Regions from separate parts of the Capsicum annuum genome. Here region 2 is linked to region 1. A link is a contact called in public Hi-C data. All regions are on one chromosome and are shown on one strand. Each heading gives the region's core, a stretch centred on a gene start, on an enhancer-like site or on the middle of the called end of the contact. The rest is flanking DNA. Distances are from core to core; before and after follow the strand shown.

What was found. A called contact is a pair of places that touch in the nucleus more often than the background predicts.
Region 2: a contact with region 1 is called in a Hi-C map of leaf, with 2.2 times the contacts expected there. The contact joins the promoter of LOC107870548 here to the promoter of LOC124898461 in region 1. A contact is called at or near these places in 2 of 5 Hi-C or Micro-C datasets (bud and leaf).

What each region holds. Positions count from the first base shown.
Region 1 is chr5:29,311,652-29,317,265 of UCD10Xv1.1, forward strand. It overlaps LOC124898461, which reads right to left and starts at 1,556. Exons shown (of 2, transcript XM_047412107.1): 1 at 1,439-1,556. The coding sequence starts at 1,556. It overlaps LOC107870547 (microtubule-associated protein 70-2), which reads right to left. Exons shown (of 11, transcript XM_016717113.2): 8 at 5,492-5,563; 9 at 4,872-5,402; 10 at 4,600-4,787; 11 at 1,214-1,718. The coding sequence ends at 1,679. LOC124898739 (a long non-coding RNA gene) reads left to right here and starts at 3,072. Exons shown (of 2, transcript XR_007055488.1): 1 at 3,072-3,454; 2 at 3,715-3,947.
Region 2 is chr5:29,485,354-29,490,719 of UCD10Xv1.1, forward strand. It overlaps LOC107870548, which reads right to left and starts at 1,471. Exons shown (of 5, transcript XM_016717114.2): 1 at 1,212-1,471. The coding sequence starts at 1,230.

The DNA of each region.
Region 1 (5,614 bases), core at 306-2,805:
TCATCTCATCAGTCATTGATCACTATTTCATTTATTTTCTCCAAAAAAGAAAAAGAAGATGAAAAGGACAAGAAATGTAGTACCTTTTGGGCTGATTTGATTGAGAAACAAATTATCCTACCCTCATCAATATAAATAAAAATAACAATACAATCTCAAAATAAATTATTCTGCAAATTTGTCTTAATCAAATAATATGCAATAAACTCATCCTAAAATAATTTTTCAAATAAATTATCTTTATCTGTCATATCAAACGAGTCGGTCATCAAAACATAAAAATAAAGCAAAACGCTGTGTTTCCTTGACAGAGACTCAAATTTCACCTTTTAGGAAGCTGTGTGATATAACTTATTTGGGGAACACAATAAATTTTGTTCTTTAATTTTTACCTTGAACCGATATAATACATTAACTTAAATATGAAATTTTTGCATTGAAGTTTTCTTTTCGTAATTGTATGATTTTAACCCCACATCCACATCTGGTTTCTTCTTTCTCCATCTTTGTTTCATTGATCAAAATATTAAAATTTTCTGATACAAGAATCCAAAATTAACTATGTGATAAGTATTTTGCATGCTTAAAATTTCATTGTTAGATATTTCATAGCAAGCATTTAGTAGGAAACCGAAAAAAATTTAAATAATTTTCCCAATTGAAAGGAAAGATAAAGTGCATGGAAAACTATGTATTGCAAACAACTGCAAAATCAATCTTAGATCTCTAAATGTTGTTTCTTACTTATTTTCTTTCGCTGTACGTAAAAAAAAATGTTATCCTAATAATATTTGTATATCTAACACAAAACAATAAAATGAACAGGCAGAAAATGGTGCATGTTATGGTGGGGAAGGGGAAGGGCAAGGGGGGTTTGTAGTGGGTGGGGCGGCTGGGGGTAGGCCCCTTGATGTACCTGGGGTGGGCGTGGAAAAGAAATTGAGGAGGTGGAGGTTGTGAGATTTGATGGGGCGAGTGATTTGAGAGCGGCAGGAGACATTGCCACTTGTTTTTCCTACTTCTATTAAGGAAATTATTTTCCTTACTTCTAAGGAGCTTATTTTCTAATATATATATATATATATATACTTTCAAAATTTTTAACCAAAAAAACAAACACCTCAGGCTTGAGGATTAGAGGACCAAAAATACTCAAAACTATTTATTGAGAAATTTCTGGGTCGAGAATAGTAAAAAAAAAAAATGGAACACATTCAAGGGGGCAAAAAGTCTAATCTTCATAGAATATTGACAAACCTGAACCAATATAGATTGCAGATTACAAATATAGATTGCAAACATGATGGGAAAAAGCAGGCCAAGTAAATGCAAACAAGCTATCTATACAATCATACAATCACTGCCACTCGAAACACTGACAAACGGTTAATTCAACTTTGATTGCTTCAGTTCCGTTCCTGCTGATTGCTAACTATACTTGCATCATAGCTAAAGTCGGAGGCACACCCCGAATGTTTGCCACCTGTTGTCCTCCCATGTTTGGAGAGATATTTATCTTGACACAACCAGAAAGCAGCGAGTACAGGCATCGACATGCTTGTTACAAGTTTACAATCATCCATTAGAGAAAGTAGGAGAATTGTAAAAGTAGGGAAGGAACACAGCAAGCCTATGCAGAATTGCTTCTTAAAGCTGCTGATGGAGTTCTCCTCGAATGTTATTGTGTGCCTCGCATTGACCCATTCCGTGCTGCATTCCTGTAGATAATTACATGTTATTTGAAGTTAAAATCACATAAAATTGGATGACTTGCACGGTGAAGTTCTACATTGCAGTGCTTCTTCTAGCACTCATTGCAAGGGTGACTGAGTAGTAACAGGAGAAAAATGAACTAAGCCAAATAGAGGGTTGCTAGAAATGGAAAGCATAAAAATCCTAGGTTAGTTTGCTAGCTAGCGAATTTTACAAGTTGGGAACTGCAGCAATTATCCCTTGTGGCTGCACCTGCATTGCCTAGAAACACCATGTTTTAATTTGTCAAAACTATAAAAGACTAAACATTTAACAAAACCAAACAAAAAAAAATGATTCATATCAAAATTGAAGATCCAAAACTAGCACCATAGCTATGATTCCTTTCAGTTACTAACTGCCATCTTAGAGAAACATTGTGCCCTTAGAACCCCCACATGCGTTCAACTTTAGCAACAGAAATTGCTTATCCAGGATGGAAGCTATGTTGGTTTTTGTCTGGTATAAAAATTATATATCGCTTATCAAAATTTCTTTTACAAAATGATTAATAAAAAAAAAATTATACTCTAAGTCTTGACTTTTTAGTCTAAAGACTCTTTCGACAAATTACGTTATCGGATGAATTAACAGCGCAAAAGAGGGTAAGTCCTCTATATGAAATAAACCACAACAGAAGCTCACTACACTGCTCCTCTCTTAATATTGTTCATGAGTTATATTCTCCAGTGTTAATCCATCCACTGTACAAGTCAACAGACTTGTTTCCCTCCATGTTTTTTTTCAAAATATATGCCTCATGTCTTAATATGACAAGTTAGATAACTTTTAAGCACAGATATTCCACGTAATATTCATCTGTTTCCACTATGATCATTGCTTAGGGCCTCAACAACACACACACAAAAAGAATTGGCAACCAAGAAATACCAAGGTCAAGGGTGCACTTTCAAAACTCGGTGAATAATGGTTCAGCCCTCTACCTCGATCCACTTAAATATCACGCTTTTGTATGCGGTAAGGTTCAAACCTGCGATGTGTGCCTATCCCACACATTACACGTAGCGACGTTGCGCTTTTACCACTTCGAATTATTTACGTAAGTAGTCGCTACCACTATGTGTTAGGGATCAACAATGCTAGAAACATGTGAATTTTCACAGTATCAAGTCGATTGTGTTTTTAATAAAATCTTTGCCTTATCAAGAAAAAAAAGTTCCAAGATAGGTGGTCCTAAGTCTTACCTGAACACAGTAGTTTTAACTCAGAACATAGATATATATGTGGAAAATTACTAAAATTTCAACAAATGTATTTTGGAACCAATCACTTCAAAAGTACAATGAGTTCGGTGCCATGAACCATAAAGGTTAGAAATTTGTAGTAACACAACAATTGTCTGCTAATGAAGTGGCTGTGGAGATATAGTAGCAGCTTATGAGAAACTTTGTTTTGTGCCTCATACAACTGAGGCTAGTTGAGTAAGCCTGCTTCTTGTTTCACAAATTAGTTGACCCATATCTTACATCTTTGGGTCCACCAATTTGTGAAACAGAAAGAAGATCACACAACTGTAATATCAGATAAATATGGGGAAAAAAAAAATTCAGTTTCCAGGCCCAGATAACATTTCCCTGGACTAGGTTTAAGGAAGCATATCTGCATCTTATGGTCTACTTTTGCCATCAACTCGAAGATCAAGTTTGGAATGAAAGACAGTTTTGACAAGATGCTTGGTTAGGTAATATTTTTTTTTTTTTTTGAATTATTCAATGGCAGGACCTTCATATTTCTAATCTCATGCTGAAATCTGGTATCAGATACTGGAATAGCAACAACTGGTGTTTATATTTAGATTATATATAGTATAAGAATAGGAATTCTTTTGATTATGAAGTTTCTGCAATGGTTCAACAAATGAGTGATTTGAAGGAGGAAGTGCCTAACAATATAGTAGGGATTAAGCAGAAAAAGGGCTCTTCTCTGTTAATCTTGCTACAGGACTCTCAGCAGTGGAAGAGACAACCGTACTTGCTGGCCCTGGAAGATGCTGTGGAAGTCAAAGCACCCTACAAAATCAGTTCCTTTTTGTGGCTAGTGGCACTAGATGCATGACTGACTCAAGATGATCTTCAGAGATAGGTATGACAATTTGCAGCAGGCGTTTTATGTGTAACAGGGAAGAGAAGAATAGCAGCCAAGTGCCAGCTCGTCTGTGCGGGGTATTATGGAAAGAAAGGAATGTTTGATGTTATGAATAAAAAACAGAATCGGTACAGAAGATAAAGTTAAAAGTTTATGCCTTTTAGGCTTTTGGTGTAATCTTCAGGATGTTTAGAGACGAAAATAGCATGCTCAATCTCTTCAGGAATAGGTTGTTCGTACATATAGAAATCTTTCTTTTTTGTTTTTGTACAGAAAGGTTCAGAGCTGTGTAAAATCCCTGGCACCATTTTATTGCCAGGCTACTTTTTTTAATAATTAATACATTAATTACCATACCTATTCAAACAAAGAGTTAGAAGGAAGAAAAAGAAAGAAATTTTTCTTGAATGTTAAGTCTGAGTTGAGGGTTTTCACATGCATGAGCAGGTACGGAGATAATTAGGGGTAGTTTGATGTGAGGATTCGGGATAAATAATCCCGGGATAAAATGAAGGACTATTTTATCCCATGTTTGGTGTGAGGTATTAGTTAATCCTGGGATTATTTATCCCACCATTTACATCATAGTGATGGGATAAGTTATCCCATATACATGGTGGGATAACTAATCCTGGGATTAATTATCCCGAGATAACTCTTTCCCAACCAAAAGACCCCTTAGTGATAAAGACTGACTTGAAGTTTCTTCGACATAATCATTTGACAGAATTTAAGACATACCTTCCTGGAAGTGGCTGAGGACTGTTAACTTGACCCTTAGAATTTGCAAATCTTTTTGCTCTATTTTCCTGTTCCTTCTGAACACGCATGGCAGAAACCTCCTTCTCCATTGCAGCGACTTCCCTTCTCATCTTTTTGGCCTCAACTTCCATGGCTTTTGTTAAAGTATCCACTTTCTTTGCTAACATCTGAAACACAAGAATACTATCAAGCTTAGTAGAAAATCAGAGTGAGTTGAGGTAGTCATGATACCAATCAGCAATCAAACTAACCTCAATAGCATCGTCCTTGTCGTTAAGACTTTGATCCTTCTCATGACCAGCTTTCCTTAAAGCAATTACTTCTTTTTGCAGCAAATCATATAATACTCCAGGCACAGTATCTTCGGTTCTTGTCATTTGTGAGTCATCATGTTTTTCATCTAGATTCTCTTTCCATGAATTGTTCTCAGTCTCATTATCTTTAGTCCCATCACAGGACTTGCTGCTGTTGAAATTTGGACCTGTTCCATTCAGAAGCTTTTTGCTCCTGTCCACTGATCTTGAACCACCGTCAAAAGACTTGGATGTCCCTTTTGCATGCTTCAACACTGTACTGGCCCCAGAAGATCTCAGCTGAAATGATGGTGATCTCTTGGGTAAAAAGCCATTGGAGGTTAATTTGGAGATGCTTTCAGCACCACCCAATGATTGCCGGCGTGAAGGACCATTGCTTGAACTTCTTCCATCTGGTGTAGTGCGAGTGCCTGTGCTAGTTGATCTCAATGTTTCTTCGAGGACCTTGAGCCTCAGATGATATTTCTCCTGAGGAAATTATCAAGGTCATGATAAAAACAAACTATAGTAAATCTAAATCATGTTAAGATACACTATCTATTGGACAAAGATATTACTTTCAACTGGGCTTCGGACTTAGCAGTTCGTTCAGATATTGCAAGCTTGTCACGTAACTGTTGCATCTCACCCTGCATAACATTTTGTGAGACCAAATGTGCGCTCATTTACTTTATTCAGAA
Region 2 (5,366 bases), core at 221-2,720, 170 kb after region 1:
TACCCCTCCTCGTCACATGCCCAAACCATCTCAGCCTTCCTTCCCACATCTGGACCTCCACCGAAACCACTCATACCTTCTCCCAGATAATCTCATTCCAAACTTTATCCCCTCTAGTAAGTCCACACATTCAACGCAACATTCTCATTTCCGCCACCTTCATTTTTTGAATGTGGTAGTTCTTGACTAGCCAAGACTCTGCTCCATACAGCATTGCTGGACGGACTACCACTCTATAGAATTTGCCTTTAAGCTTAAGGGTCACCATCTTATCACACAACACTCCCGAGACAAGCCTCCACTTCATCCAACCTGCTCCAATACGGTTGGAGACATCCTCATCAATCTCGTTGTTTCCCTGAATCATAGACCCAGTATACTTGAAGCTATCCCTCTTACAGACATCTGGGAATCCCCCTGCCCCGCATCTCATCAATCAGCACGACATCATCCGCAAACAACATACACAAATGTAAAGAAGATGAAGATGTACAAATTTCGTTAACCATATTCCAGAATACTAGCAAACCAACAGTGTATACATACTACAACTGAAATTTTGGCTATACACAAATGTAAAGAAGTTTCATTGCCATTTTCAGGAGTAAACAAAACGAAAACCATAAGCAACGTGGAAAAGTGGATGGTTAAATATCCATCCAAATACTTAAAAAAATGAAAATTGAACTGGGTTTCCATCCAAATACTTTTTAAAAAGAAAATGAAATTTGAACTGGGTTTATATCCAAATACTAAAATATCCATTTTTTTCATATAAATTAGTAGCAAATTCTTCAAGAAAACATCATAACACATTAAAATAACAAAAAACTGAAGTGGGTTTTCACCCAAATAATTGACTTCCCATTTTTTCATATATATATAGCAAATTCTTCAAGCAAACACCATAACACACACAAAAAAATTCAAAAATTAAACTGGGTTTTCACCCAAATACTTAACTTCCAATTTTTCCATACATATATTAATAGCAAATTCTTCAAGCAAACATCATAACAACAACATACCCCGTGCAATCCCACAAGTTGGGTATGGAAAGGGTAGAGTCTACACAGACCTCCGAAAGACATTATTTTAAGCAAACATCATGAACTGGGTTTAACCAAAATAATTCAATTCAGTTTCATTTTCAAAATAGATCTACACTGAAATTGTCTAGAAGACAAAGGTAGATAGAAAATGGTTAGTACCAGAGCTCCGGCGAGGCATGATTGTTCTATCAGAGGCGGCACGCGAAACCCTAGAGAGAGAATTGGGAATCAAAATACCAGAGAAACCTAGAAATGGTAGGATATGTTGACTATAAATATAAATAAATAATAATACTCCATTAGGGAAAAATTATCCCTACGTGTCAATATTTAAATGGCAAATTGAATGAATCAACGCTGAAGCTACGTTGGAGACTTGGAGGATGGGTCACCACATTTGTTATTCTAGAATATGCCTTCATTTCCATATCTATTTTTATTTTTATTAATGGTTTTATTTATTGCTTTTGCCAAATACAGATCCAGATCCAGATCCAGTCATGTTTTGCCATGGTTTTGTTTTTTGAGCTATAAATAATTACTTGGTAAATAATAAAATGCTAATTATAAAAAATATTAATAATTCATGTTCTGTAATACATAACTAAATCCTAAATAATATTTATATAATTAATTTTGCATAATTAATATCTTCTTTTTTGTGGTTAAAACATAATTAATATCTACATAAATCTTATAGACCTTTTGGTTACTGATTAGAGTTACTCCACGTAAGTATTAGTAATACATGAATTTATAGACCTTTTGGTTACTGATTAGAGTTACTCCACGTAAGTATTAGTAATACATGAAAATTATTTATATATTATTTTATTCAAAAACTAATTATGCAGGTTTAGGTTTTAGTTATTTATTTATTAGTTATGTAAGCATTAATTATGTAAAATTAATTATATAAATGTTATTTATGTAGGATTTAGTTATGCATTACAAAAAAAATGAATTATTATTATTGTTTATAATTAACATTTTATTATTTTTCAAGCAATTATTTATAGGTCAAAACACAAAACCACGGCAAAATATCACTGGATCTGGATAGACACCAGCTTCAAACGTACAACCTCAAACTCTTTAACTTCCAAAGTTGGAACTTTTTTGCACTTAACAAAACACTGTTTTAGAATAAGAGAACTGATTTTAATTTATTTATTTTTTTAAGTGTAAATTAGGTATAGAACAATAGTTCAGATACTAACTCTAAATTGTTAATTAATTTTGTGTCTCCCTTCTTTTAAATTACTAGATAGATGATGTATTCCGTGCTATGAACAGGTTTAAAATTTTTTTTTTGTTTAATAATATTTCATGACTTAATCCTAATTAAACACCTTATAAACCTTTAAAATGAAAAGAAAAAAGTATAAATATGTTTTTTGTGTTATGACAAAAAAGTGATAAATTTTTATATATTATTTTTTATTATTATTATGTTTATTTATTTTTGAGATCTTAGTAATATCTCAGAATTATCAATCACTTTTTAATAATACTTATCAAATTTGGCACTTTGCATGATAATTTACATTATATTAATTTTTTTAACCCGATTTATAAAATTATTATATAGGTTTTAATCTTTTTTATTATTTTTAAAAGGATTGTACACCATTAAATTTAAAAATTGATCAAATTTTTCTAAAAATATTATTTATAATAATTTCTTACTAAATTTAAAATATATAGCTATACTTTTTTAGTATTTTCAATTTTTTTAAAAAAAAAATAGTTCCTTTGTAATAGAAATTATTTATCTTTCATATTTTTCTCTCGTTTCGTTTCTTTGTTTGTTGAAAGAATTCTTAATTATATATTCATGTATTTTGAATTTATGTAACATTGAATTTTTAGTGAATCAGAAAAAGCATCAAACTAAATTTGATCATAGATGAAGTAGTATACTTCTACATAATGACACTTCTCGTGATACATATATAAAATGTCTAAATATTTTCAAAATCTTTTTTGAAATTGTTATCAAGTAGTGCATTAAAGAGGGAGGTCTTTTCATATATAATTTGAGAGTATTTTAATATTTTATTACAAAATAATAAAAATTTTATAATTTTTTTGATTGGATTGTTGCCAACTAATGCAACTATTGAAATTCAAAACTTGTTAAAATACTATTGATTTGAAATAGTATAATAAACATTAAATTATAGATTATTTTGAGAATTTTCTTTTGGGTTATATAGCTAAGGTGAGAAGTGAGAAGTGGTGCATTTTAAAGAAGATAGAAAAAGACAAAATAAAAAATAGAGTCCACAAAAAGAGATGAATTTTGGATGGTGAATTTGTATTGTGAAATGACTATAATGCCCTTGGTCGTCCCATAACTCACTCTTCTATATAAACTAGATAGGTATGTCAGTGTGTTGCACGGGCCCAATGCATATAGTAGAATAAAATGAAGATATAATAGCAAGGAACTATTATGTTTGATTGGATCAGTAGATGAAAATGATTCCAAATATATGTTTTATACAATCATGAAAATAATATACTATTGGATGCTCACATTTACATATGATAGTGATTGTTGTCTATTTACATTACTAGGGATAATATTTATAAATTCTACAATAGTAGATGCAATTGTTGTTGTGATCAATCTCTCGAGTATTCACGATGAAACACCTGTTAAATTAGATTTAAAGGTTAAATTAGTTAAGAAGTTCAAAATATGCTAATAAAATAAATCTTTATCCAATGAAGACAAATACAATAGCTATTACAATAAAAGTTCCAATAACCTAAGCTATTATGGTATAGGAATGAATATCCATTTGTAAAATTGAAAGAATTACATTGTAGTTAGCATTTGTAAGACTGTATGTATCTCTTTATTTTAAAAATGTTGGATAAATATTTACATACCTATTGGGAAAGTAGCCAGATTGTTTTGAAATATTGACACCTTTGATACAGATAGATATTAACAAACTGAAACCGCCTATGATGTAAACCAAATGTCAAAGCCAAAAACAATCACCTGTGACAAGACCCAATAACAGTGTCATCAGTGTCCGCATACGTCAATTTGAAATCAAAGGCTTATTCAAAGGACAATTAATTGCAAGCGAATGATTTTCCCAGTCGCAATTCTTCCATGCACCAATTAGCTGCTAGTGCACCATAGTCAAGTTGATTCCCAAAAACAAAGTAAACACTTTAGCATCATGGGCTATGTAGTAAGCGTAGCAGTAATGCTTTTTTTATGAGAATATGGCCCATTCGGCCAGCAGGTAAAAGATCAAGTGAAAGATGCGTACCGAGCAATGAAACTATGTGTCCTTTTGCGCCTTATGTTGCTGGGCTGGTACGTGCTCTTAGGAAACAGAAGCATCCCACTCGATGAAGAATGACCAATTGCATACACAGGAAGAGAAAGAACTATGTTAGTAGATCCTGAATCCATAAGTCAGGGACAAATTTCTTAACTGCAATGCCAGAATATTAACAAAATATGAACTGGAATACCTCACAGCTTACGTGGGGTTCATCAGGAAGCTACATAGAAAAACATGCGCGCATTTTTCGTGAATCATGCCCATTTATTAAACACCATTAAGGTGTTACGTTTTCATAAGAAATATATTAAGTTATACAATCGAAAAATCAAGTAAGCTATCACAACACACTGAATTTTTCTATATACCATACATTTATGTACATCATGAACATATTTTTGTGCTCATGCTCATCGGAATAAGTACTAGTGAGTTTGTGGTGTAGACTCCTGCATACAAAAGTATGTTAGAAATCTACAACGATAAAGATTAAGGTTGGACATTGGGTTGATCTTATCAATAAGTGTGAGGTATAAGTTATAATAATCTCTGAATAAATGAATAAATATATGTAACATGTAGGCCATAACATCTTCTGATACATAAGTATCGTCTTTAATTTTTGCTTCTCAAAATAGATAATTTTCTCGTGTAGCATAAATTTATATTTCACTTTTTTTTCTTATGGTTTTCATGCGATATTTGGTACTTATATTTTAACCCAACTATATTCCACAAGATTATGTATCACCTCTATATAAATCTTGTGAGTCATAACATTTAGTTTTAAAAGTTGTGCTAATACTCTGTCTTTAAATCATACTATCTAAGTGTAGAAAGGACTCACTTCTAAGTCTAAAATTTGAAAATTAAAATTTGTAACTCTTATCTTTCTGTAAAGCATAATCTGAGTAAAACTTATAAGCCTTTACACTTAGTTTTCTAAAATTTGGAAAATACCTTATCTTAGGGCTTAAAATCTTAAAACCATAACTTCCAA